Linked DNA regions of Mus musculus: all the other regions are linked to region 3. The links are chromatin contacts, called in public HiChIP or PLAC-seq maps. All regions are on one chromosome and are shown on one strand. The core of a region is the stretch at or near the end of the contact, and the rest is flanking DNA. Distances in the headings are between cores, read along the strand shown.

Evidence for each region. HiChIP or PLAC-seq counts read pairs in DNA pulled down with a chosen protein or histone mark.
Region 1: a contact with region 3 is called in an H3K4me3 HiChIP or PLAC-seq map of embryonic limb bud, with 4 times the contacts expected there. The contact joins the enhancer-like site here to the promoter of Alcam in region 3. A contact is called at or near these places in 2 of 39 promoter capture datasets (the 3T3-L1 cell line and maxillary cranial neural crest), 2 of 484 Hi-C or Micro-C datasets (ECoMG-derived neutrophils and myeloid progenitors) and 6 of 115 datasets of contacts at active chromatin or transcription factors (VIP interneurons, astrocytes, bone marrow-derived macrophages and 3 more).
Region 2: an H3K4me3 HiChIP or PLAC-seq map of embryonic forebrain shows a contact between it and region 3, with 4 times the contacts expected there. The contact joins the enhancer-like site here to the promoter of Alcam in region 3. A contact is called at or near these places in 12 of 39 promoter capture datasets (the 3T3-L1 cell line, 3T3-L1-derived adipocytes, the C10 cell line and 6 more), 3 of 484 Hi-C or Micro-C datasets (cortical neurons, epidermal suprabasal cells and neural progenitor cells), 4 of 115 datasets of contacts at active chromatin or transcription factors (astrocytes, bone marrow-derived dendritic cells, bone marrow-derived macrophages and 1 more) and 1 of 9 other capture datasets (pancreatic islet).

What each region holds. Positions count from the first base shown.
Region 1 is chr16:52,987,401-52,990,833 of GRCm38.p6, reverse strand. No RefSeq gene overlaps it. Among named protein-coding and RNA genes, the nearest start is that of Gm25723, 42 kb to the right of the region's middle. Within about 2 kb of position 1,828, at least 2 of the 459 cell types and tissues checked have an H3K27ac peak or open chromatin away from gene starts, as enhancers often do. A contact at or near this core is called in embryonic limb bud, where this site is marked.
Region 2 is chr16:53,071,994-53,075,319 of GRCm38.p6, reverse strand. No RefSeq gene overlaps it. Among named protein-coding and RNA genes, the nearest start is that of Gm25723, 130 kb to the right of the region's middle. Within about 2 kb of position 1,284, at least 17 of the 459 cell types and tissues checked have an H3K27ac peak or open chromatin away from gene starts, as enhancers often do. A contact at or near this core is called in embryonic forebrain and neural progenitor cells, where this site is marked.
Region 3 is chr16:52,451,125-52,454,721 of GRCm38.p6, reverse strand. Alcam (activated leukocyte cell adhesion molecule) reads left to right here and starts at 1,641. Exons shown (of 16, transcript NM_009655.3): 1 at 1,641-2,329. The coding sequence starts at 2,257.

The sequences.
Region 1 (3,433 bases), core at 579-3,078, 540 kb before region 3:
AGTTTTCAAAATTCATGTTTGGAATTCCTTACAATAATTTTTAGAACATTTCTGCAACATTATAGCTATGTGAGAACCTTAAACAAAATTAAAAATCAAAATGTAGACTAATATGTACATGTTCTTCAAATAATTACATGAAGGCTTGCATGAAGAAAGGAGAAAGTGTTCACTCAAAAATCCAACTCCCCACAAACTATGACACCCATTAATCAGCACATTGGCAAAAGCCATCATCATGCCAAGTAACTTTATTGATTCCAAGAGGAGATACTGGCGGAACAAACAAAACACATACTAAAGTTCCAGCTTCTTTGTGGTTACGGATGTGTCTTTTACCTTTATCTTTAACTGTCTTCAATGTCAGTGATGCTATATATCCTTGGACTAGTTGGTCTCTGGGTTAGTCTTGGTTCTGTCTACTACCGTGTCTGAGACAAAGCTTTTATGCCAGTATCTTGATTTATAATCTGACCTAAGGGAGGCAGGTAGAATGATCTGAGTAAAGATAAGGTTAGAGATACTAACTTAAAGTCCTTATCAAGCTGATTTCTACCTATGGGACTTATTAATGCATCTCAGAAATTTCTGTAACAGTGCAGGAAAAGAAAGAGAAAGCGAACTTCTCATTGTCTCATTGACTCTGGGTTAGGAATACAATACATTCTGTTGCATTACTTTATGTTACATTATATTACATTACAATATCTGACACCAACAGATGATATTGGTCTATCTGTATTCTAGCTAAAAGGCTGTGAGTGGTGCTTGCACCAGGGAATATATAATTGCACTCACAATGAACACCAAAGAGTAAGGAGCACAGAGTTCTGTTTCACACAAGGCATGGTGTGACTTCTTTGTCCAATCCATTTATATCCTTCTCTAATTATATTCTGCAGGACATCTAGAAAGGGACATAAAACAAAATTGAAATTAATTCATCCCAATGGCATCAAAATGTACATGAGCCAGTTTTATCATGCTAGAACTGGAATGAGAATACTGAATTCTACCAATATGGTTATAAAATTTAACAGTGAGAAAACATTTAACAAGAGTCTACTCTTGTGTCTGTGCCCAACTATCTTAGCATTTATATAATTCAGAACCATTATGCTGTATTAAAAATGAGTCTGATGTAAATTGATTACAATAGGAAGCTATGTTTTTGGGGTTGTTTGTTGTTCTGTTTTGTTTTATTTTGTTTTGTTTTTAGCTGAGATTTGTCAGGAAGATGTTTATCAGTTGAGTCACTCAGGAGTAAGAATTGATGGAGGAGTTCCAACAGTGTAATAAGGTGATGAAAGAAAAGCAGAGGTGATGGAAATAGAAAACAGATGACAGAGGACAGAAACAAAATGTATTTTTTAACTATGCAAGAAGTAACTCAGAAGAGAACATACCCTCCTTTATCAAGGCTACCCACATAGTATTTGCAAGGATATCATGTTTAAACACTGCCAAAGACATTAAAGACAGTATCGTATCATGTTGAATATAATTGGGTTAAGGCCAAGAGCTACCATGAAAGAAAATGAGAATAAACTACATGTCCCACAGCTAAGACTTAGTGGTGGTTTATGAACACTACAGGGGTCAAAATGATGAAAGGTCAGAAAATAGAGAAGGGGTTGTGTGGGAATGAACAGTAGTGTGGAGGTAGAAGAGGTACACAGCTGGTCCTCCCTCTGTTTTGTAGAATGGATACTAGCAAGCCCCATGGCTTCTGCTAGCATCTCTTTTTCCAGAACCACTCCTGCAGTGCTAATGAGGTGAAAAGTGACCTGCCTGCTCATTCTCTGGCTCTTTACCTAGTAATAGTGTGACATGCTGAAAGGCTGGCTGCATGTGCTGTGTTAGAGATTAAATCACACAATCCTTAACAGATGCTCAGAGGGTTTTTGAAATAGCAAGGCTGAAGTTTCAAAACTACATGTGTTCTTCATCTGAAAAGCTGAAGGAGAAACACTGCTCCTGTTAAATTCATAGCCTCTCACATATGGTTCCTTAATTATAATGTGTCACAAGCATCTTCCCTAAAGATTATTCAGCCAATAATGATCCAAGTGTCCAATGTCACTTGATGACATATATTCTGATCATTCTATGACAAGAAAGTGTCTCTTTTGGAAGGTGTTGATTATTTTGATGGCAACCCCTTAAGGTTAAATTGGTAATCTCAGGACTGAATAAAACCTTTATGTTTTATTTTCAACAAATGACACATGTACCTCTGGTTTTATCTTTGATGTCAGAACAAAAGGAATTTACATGTTTCTGAGTGTCTGTGTTTTCAAGGGAATGTCAAGAATGGAGGAGAGTAATTTATATGAGATGTGAGAATAGCATGTCTTTTTATTAATTGTATTTCAAAAAGAATAATGTTACCATAAGATGGAATTTGGATGGAATTTGTCTTAACATTAAACATGCTATTGTGTAGCCCCAATGTGAAGGGCATGTCTGAACAAGTTTTCTGCCTTTGGATTATAAAAAAAGAAGTCAGCTTTTCTTTAAAAAGTCTGTGGTGGAACCAAGAGTCCAGGGAAATACACACACACACACACACACACACACACACACACACACACACACATATATATATATATATATATATATATATATATATATATATATATATACACACACACACACACATATATATTATGTGTATAGTGTATGTATTTATATACATATAGTGTATGTATGTATGGAGAGAGAGAGAGAGAGAGAAAGAGAGAGAGAGAGAGAGCCTAGTTAATCTTTCATAAAATGCAAAGAAAAAAAACAGGTTATAACAGGCAGAGTAACAAGAGAAATACTACCAATATTAAGATCACTTCTACTAATAGAATATTCAAAACAAAAATGAAGAATGTACAGACAGCAAAAAAAAAGTATGTTCATGTTCATTCAGAGTGGAAAAAGTACTAGTTGTGCAAGCATGAGATGTAAGTTTGATCTTCATGCCCACATAAAAATCTAGGCATGGTGGCACACCAATTTAACCCCAAAGCTGGGAAAGTTAAGACGGAGAGTTTCTTGAGGATCCTCCTATATAGGTCATCCTCAGTAATAAATGTTAATAGACTTCATGTGGGTCACAGATGGTGAGTTTTGGAACAAGCTAAAAACTGAATCCAAGTCTCCAAGCTAACTTAGTGGGTTATCAAAATCACAAAAAGAAAAGACACGGGATGGGGAGAGAGACATCCTGAACAAATATACAGGAGTTGGAGTGAAAAAAGTTATGGATTTGAATATTTCATTTCGTACATTTATGAAAGTCCTTATAGATAAAAAACTATTCAAAACTATTCAGTTAAGCATAAATACCAAGCAATTAGACAGTGATACTTAAAAATACAAGAATCGTGATAAAGGGATGTACAAAATAGTTATTTATTTAGAGGTTTTTCATCTTTCCTTA
Region 2 (3,326 bases), core at 35-2,534, 620 kb before region 3:
TAGAGAGGTTTGTAATCAGGGTTAACAGTAAACAATCAACAAGACTTTCTACTGTTTGTGAAGCATATAGAAATAATTCAAACTATTAAAAACTTTTCAAGTTATTTAGAATTACATGAAGCAATAAAGATAAATAATAGAGAAAGGAAAGAGAAATAGTTACAAACCAAAGAGAATGAGAGATTCAGTATGTTCGTTTCTTACATCGAATAAAAAATAAGGACCACAGATGTAGTTTTCTTTTTTCTTTTATCTCTCTCTGTGTCTATCTCTCTCCTTTGTCTCTGTCTCTGTCTCTTTGTGTCTGTCTCTGTCTTTCTCTGTCTCTGTTTCTCTGTTTCTCTGTCTCTCTGTCTCTCTGTCTCTCTGTCTCTCTGTCTCTCTCTCTCTCTCTCTCTCTGTCTCTCTCTCTCAGCATATGTCTTCTCTTGGTCAGCATATAATACTTAATAATGCTTTAAATTTTTCCCAAAATGGTGGAATTGTTTTCTTCTTCTGCGAATTTCAAGATTAACAGCATAGGTATTTTTTAAAAAACTATTTACAACAATCTGTTAATAAAATAAACTTTATAGTTTGATATTTATAATATGATATATGCAATTTAATTTTTTCTGTATGCTTGTGTATGTACAGTATTAGGGTAAAATACAGTACACAAATGTGTAACAAAGCAAAGCTGGGATCAGAGGGGTGAAGCAGGCATATGAATGCATAATCTTGAATATGTGTTTTCTTTGGTTTCTTATTTGTTCAAAAATATAGGTAAATAGAAAAAAATATGTATGTGTGATGCAAAGTTTAAATTTTGAAGAGCTTTCAAGGGAGTCACAGAGAGGAAATGAGGAGATATAGGTAACAGTAAGCCTGCATGCTGAAGTTCTGGTTTGTACAAACCTGGCTGCCTCTGATCCCTACTTGTTTCCTATGCCGGGCAGCATGTGTGAGAGGCAACCATTGTTTGACAGGGAAAGCGCAGATTATTGCCCGGAGATCCCCCATGTCCAGTGTAACTGGAGATGCCCAAATTTCTCATTGCCCCACAATGGGATCTTATGCTATCCTCACGTGTTTTAACCTTAGAATAGAAGGAAGTAAAGGTGTGGGCTGGCAGTCTGTCTTTCAAATTAAGACTCACAACTTGCAGCTAAAGGGAACACTGTTTCTGCGTCTTTCCCAGGCGCAGTTCCCCCTGGGAAACTGGCACTTTGGGAGAAACCCTCAATGGCATGCACCCAAGGGTATTGCACTGTAGACTAAAGGAGTGGGCAACTTGCCCCTGCAGAGCTATGCAGAGAAAAGGTTGGCTTGTGGAAGAATTGCTCCTCTCCCCTGACTAAACAAAGCATTAACCCTAGAGGGAATATGCCTTGCAGGCTCCAGGCCAAAGCTAAAGAACTAGAAATTTCTTCTTAAGATTGAATGAGAGCCATGTCTCCCTCATGTAGGTTGGAGTGTAAAATCTGGAAAGGAATTTGTCAGAGAGGGAAGGAAATGGGGAAAAGACAAGATAGCGTGTATATACAAAGAATGACAGAAGCTTTTCAGACACAATTTATGAAAAAATCCCGCCCTGTATAATAGTGTGGTAACGAGCTACAGGCAAGGGCATAGTTAGAAAATTATAATTTCTAAGAGATAGAAAATACAATCTTCTTTTTATGTTAGCGATGGTATTTCCTGGAAGTCTTCAACCTTTCTTTTTCTTTTTCATATCTCAACAAGGATTCATTTTTTTCTTTTCTATTTTTTTATTTGCATTTTGCTGCATTAATCATGTGCTCTACTATGCTATCATGATTTTTTTTATGTGATAGGACCTAGAGTCATACTTAATTTTCAAGGATAAATTTCAGTTTTCTGGACAAATCTAAAAGTAAATCATTGAAATAATTATTTGATATATATTATGTATTACATATCTACTTTAACAAACTCATAAGCATTACACACACAGTTTATCCATCTATCTACCTATTTATCTATCTTTCCATCTACCTCTCATCTATCTATCCATCCACCCATCCATCTATCTCTCATCCACCTATCTATCTATCCACCCATCCATTTATCTCTCACCTATCTATCTATCTATCTATCTATCTATCTATCTATCTATCTATCTATCTACCTTCCCACCTACCTGTCATTATTCATAAAAAGAACAGAAGGCATTTTATTAGCATAGCATGAAATGTTCTATGGCTTGTTGACAGGGGATTTTATCTGAGGAAATTCCCTAATAATGAACCCGAAGAGAGAGGAAGACAAAGCCTTTAATTACATTTCAATTCGTTTGATGCCCTGCAGCTCTCAGCTATTATAGCTCTATGGGAAAAGCATCAGCAAAAGCAGGAGGGGAAAAAAGAGGGGGAAATGCAGTTGGTGTGAGTGTGTAACTGCTGATTTAAGATTGTACCATCCCCACCCCCAAAAAACCTGGGGTCCTTGTTAAAAGATACTGGAAAGATTATAGTGAGCAAACTCTCACATCTCACCAGCTTACAGCCTTTGACTTCAAAGACCACATGTGTTACTTTTATCTGGTCCCAGAAGAAGTCTCTGAGCCAAAGAAATGGTTATTTTATGGAAAACAGGTAATTTCCCAAGGTGATTCCCACTGAAATGTATAAAAATGAAGCCCACGTAAGTATGGCAAATCTAAAGGGAATATACCCGGCCGCTGATTTGCTGTTATACCTAAACAGGGAAAGAATAAATGACAACAATCTCAACTAAATAAATAGATGACTGTCACTGCTTCTCATTGAGGACGAGCCCTTTTCGCAAATTGGCAATCTGCTCTACGCGGTCACACTCCAGTTCCTGTACACTCTCTTTGCAGCAGTGTGCAAAGTTCAACCATAACACTGGAAGGCATTACCTTATTTAATTTCAATCACCTAATGCAATATTATTTCAGCTTTGTGTTCTGAAGGCTTAAGCTCAAATCGCAAATGATTTTTTTTTCTTTTTTGGCTGATAACATTTGAGTATTAATTGAGGCTGTAGTGATACACAGTACCCAGATACCATTACTCAGAATGATAAGAGTTAAAAAAAAATAATGTAGTAGTTATAATTAGCAATGAGGTAATGGAATTTAGAAAAGAACAGGGGGAAAGGACACAAAGAGTGCCTTGTGAGCATGAATCTACAAGTGTGTTCTGTGACCAAATGTTCAGAAATTCACTGTAAATCTATAGCAGTGAAACTTAGTGAACTTAGTGTTGCCAATCATTTACAGCCAGTCCTGAAACTAATTCACTGGGAAAAGTCAGTCGCAGGGCAGAAGGAGTGCATGATCACCACAGCAAGAAGTACAG
Region 3 (3,597 bases), core at 392-2,891:
CATGAGCGTGCCAGCAGTTTAGCTCTGTGCACCAAATGCAGAGTTAACAGGCATTTGCCCCTAGCATTTAGCCTTCCTGTTGATTCATAAGATGCAAATGAAATGTAAATGTTAAAACCATGTGGGAAAAAGGATTTTCGGAGGAAAAATATAAGAGATCTATCCTACAATACTGTAAAAGCGAGGAGAACAAGACAGGGAGGCGCTGGGGGGAAAATCACAGCTGAAGACAGAGTTTAATAATTTCAAGCACGAAAGGAAAGGGATTCAAAGATCCGTGTCTGTGTTTGTCTGTGCGCTTGCGCATTCGTGTGTGTGTGTGTGTGTGTGTGTGTGTGTGTGTGTCTGTACGAAGCTTCTGCCTGCACACTTAGACACCCCCCATATCCACTTGCAAGTAGCTGGTGGTTCCCAATCTTTTGAAGACAAAGTCCCGTGAGGCTAGTTAGCATTCCCTGCTGGAGACTGGCTTCACACAGGGGGTGACCCTGTGATGCACCAAAGACTATTTCATGCCCTTGCGAGGTGGTTCAGGGACCAGGATTTTATTATGCTGAGGGCATTAAGAGTTGTGATCCTGCAATCTTGAGTTAGAGCCACTTACGGTCCCAACAGCTCCACCCTGGTGTTTTAGAGGAAAATATTCCTTTATGCTTTCTGCATGAACTGAAAGCGACACGGCTTCCCGATGCTACGCCTAGGAGGTGGTTCAAGCTTTTGAAATTGCCTGAGAAGCCCCGTCCATCTGCTGGATGCCTGGCTTTCTGGAAAGGACCAGGAGGCGTAGGTTTTTAATCTGAGTAACTCTGGATTTTGTTTTGTAACTTCAAATCGTCACCTAATTAAAAGTAAACGTGACTTTTTTTTTCTTTAAAGAACGTTTTGAAAATCAGTGTGGCGACGTGTGTTATGGTCTAGAGTCCTAATTCTCACCGGGAAGGAGATGGGGGCGAAGGGGGAGCACAAAAATCTCTTCTGCTTTTCGGTACTGGATAGTTGATTAAATGATTTGCTTTGATAAAGTGTACGCCAGCCAGGACTAGGGGAACAGAAGAACGGCGAATTCGAGAAGGAGTAACCTTCTCTTCAAAGTGGGGGAAATTACTCTCAACCACCAGTAGCTGTTTCCGTGAGCCTCCGGGTGGAGAATCTCCATCTTTTCCACCTCCTCAGTCCTAGTCCAAGAGGACCCAAGGTGAGCTCTTCGCCCCAACAACTCTACAGAAGGTGAAGGCGGTACCCTCGTCGAGAAGAAAAATCCCTAAGGAGTGAGCCAGTGGACTGGGCTTCGGAGTGCAAGAAGACAGCTATGTGGCCAGGCTGGGAGGACAGCAAAAGATCTCAGATCCTATGTCTTTGGGGCGCTGAGAATCCCCTGGTAAGAGCCAGACACTGGCGAATCCAGCCCGTCACGCCCCCTACTCTCGATCCCGCTCTTCATTGGCCAGCGTGTCCTGTGGGAGGCGGAGTCGATGTCAGCCCCGCCCACCAGAGCGCGGGGGCTGGGGCATCAGGCTCTTCTCCCACCAGGGGCCGCCAGCTCTGCTCAGTCTCCGACTTGGTCCTGCAGCGCCTCTAGGCTGCGGATCGGCGCTCCAACCACCTGCTCCGCGCTGCCGCCGAGGAAGCTGGGCGGGAGAGAGGAGCGGGAGGAGCAGGAGGAGCGGGAGGAGCGGGAGGAGGAGACAGGCAGCTTACACACGCCTTCCCGTCCTCCACTCAGAGCAGCCGGAGCCCGCGGCCGCCGCCACTGCTCCAGCTGCCGCCGCTACAGCCTCTGCCTCGGCTGCCACCTGAGGAGACCCACCGTCGGGACCCCGCGGCGCTGCCCCGCCGACCCTTCTCTGCTCCCGGTGATCCGTGCACGGTGCAACTCTCATCACTCTTCTTATCCTCTCCTTTGCAAGAAGAGAAACTACTAGAAGACAGCATCCAAAAAGAAACCGCGTCTACCTTGACTGACTACTGAAGCGTCTCCTGGAATAAGAGGGTCGCCCGTCCTGGGAGTAGCTGCCAGAGACACTGAGGAAGGGTGTGGAGGGGGGGAGGGAGGAGTTGCGGGTTCCGCGTGGAGGAAAGTTGCGTGTGGCACAGACCCGACGGCGCAGCGCCACAGTCCCCGGGGGACCGTGTGTCTTGGAAAAAAGTCGCTGTCCCCCTAAGGCGAGACCCACAAGCGAGCGGGCCCCGTGGGCCCGGGGACGACGCCCCCTCCTGCGGCGTGGACTTTGTCGGTGGCCTTCTAGGAGGAGGAATATGGCATCTAAGGTGTCCCCTTCTTGCCGTCTGGTTTTCTGCCTCTTGATCTCCGCCGCGGTCCTCAGACCAGGTAAGCTTTTGGCCTCTGAACAGCCCCACTGTAGTGGTTGTTGCGGACCGGGGGCGGTTCCCCGGGAGGCCTGGGGCTGTGCGCTCTAGCGTGTGCTTAGCAAAGTATGGGAGCCATAAAGGCGCGCGGGGGACACAGATCTGTCCCTGGGAACAGTCACCTGTGTCACACGTTTTAGGCTTGACTGGTCTGCTCAGGTTTGGGCAGCGAGATTGAAAACTAAGCACATCTCCAGGAACTTTGGGTGAGGCTTAGCTTGAGGGTGCAGGACCCCCCCCCCCCCGGCAAGATCTGCTGAACTCTCTCCCCCGCACCGTCCCTCCAGTCTCTTGGTATCAAAGTACAATTCACTGCACTCAGAGCAGTTTCCTTTCGCTGGGCTTTGAGGTGAAATAACTGCTGGCACTTTGTCACGATAAATCCCCTAAGTAACTTCCTCTTGGTCATAATGTGAAGACCTGGGAGGAATGGCAGGGGATAAGGAGGGTTTTGACTATCTTTTTTTTTTTAATAATAATAATACTGAAATAGAAGCTGCATTGTCTAGTGGGTAGCTAGTGTAGGGTTGATGGCAGCCGAGTCACGCAGCGTGGACTGGGTTAGCAGTCAGGTTTGCGAGCCTTAAAGCGAGGGATTTCTTGGTTTCCACACCCAGTGGTAGCGCCTCAGTTCTCACTTCTACAGAGAGTCCTCAAAGAAAAACGACAAAATTCCCACCAACCAGAATATCTTGTGGGGAACCCCTTTTCTCACCCCCAGGGGACATCCCTGGCCCGTGGTCCGCCAGCTGGCCTGCTGGCTGCCATTCCTTGGTCCTGCCCAGCCCGCTATGCGCTCCCAGTCATTCATTCAAGCGGCAGGCACTTTTCCCTGCGGAGCCTGAGGATCTAATCCTTTGAAGTTTTGATTTCCCACTGTGTCCTGGATAGTTGGGGGTTAAACTACTCCTTGTTATTCTGGTTTCTGCCTGTTTTTTCTTCTCTCTCTTTTTAAGTTTTACATTTAGGAGGGGTTAAAACAGGTCTCACTTTCTTTTCCCATCTTTTATTTCTGTACACCCCTTCAGTTGTTGGCGAGTTGAAGCCACAGAGGAGTATTCAAACGCTCGGAATCCTTCCAGGGAAGAGGAGAGAGTAAGGGCAACAGGAGCCTGGGATCCCCAGGGCTTGGGAGCCGCCGCTTTGTGTTGTTGGGGAGAGGGGTGGGTGTCAGAGTGGGAGAAGGTTGATTCTCCATATCTCTATATCAAAGTTACATTTCTGGGTGAG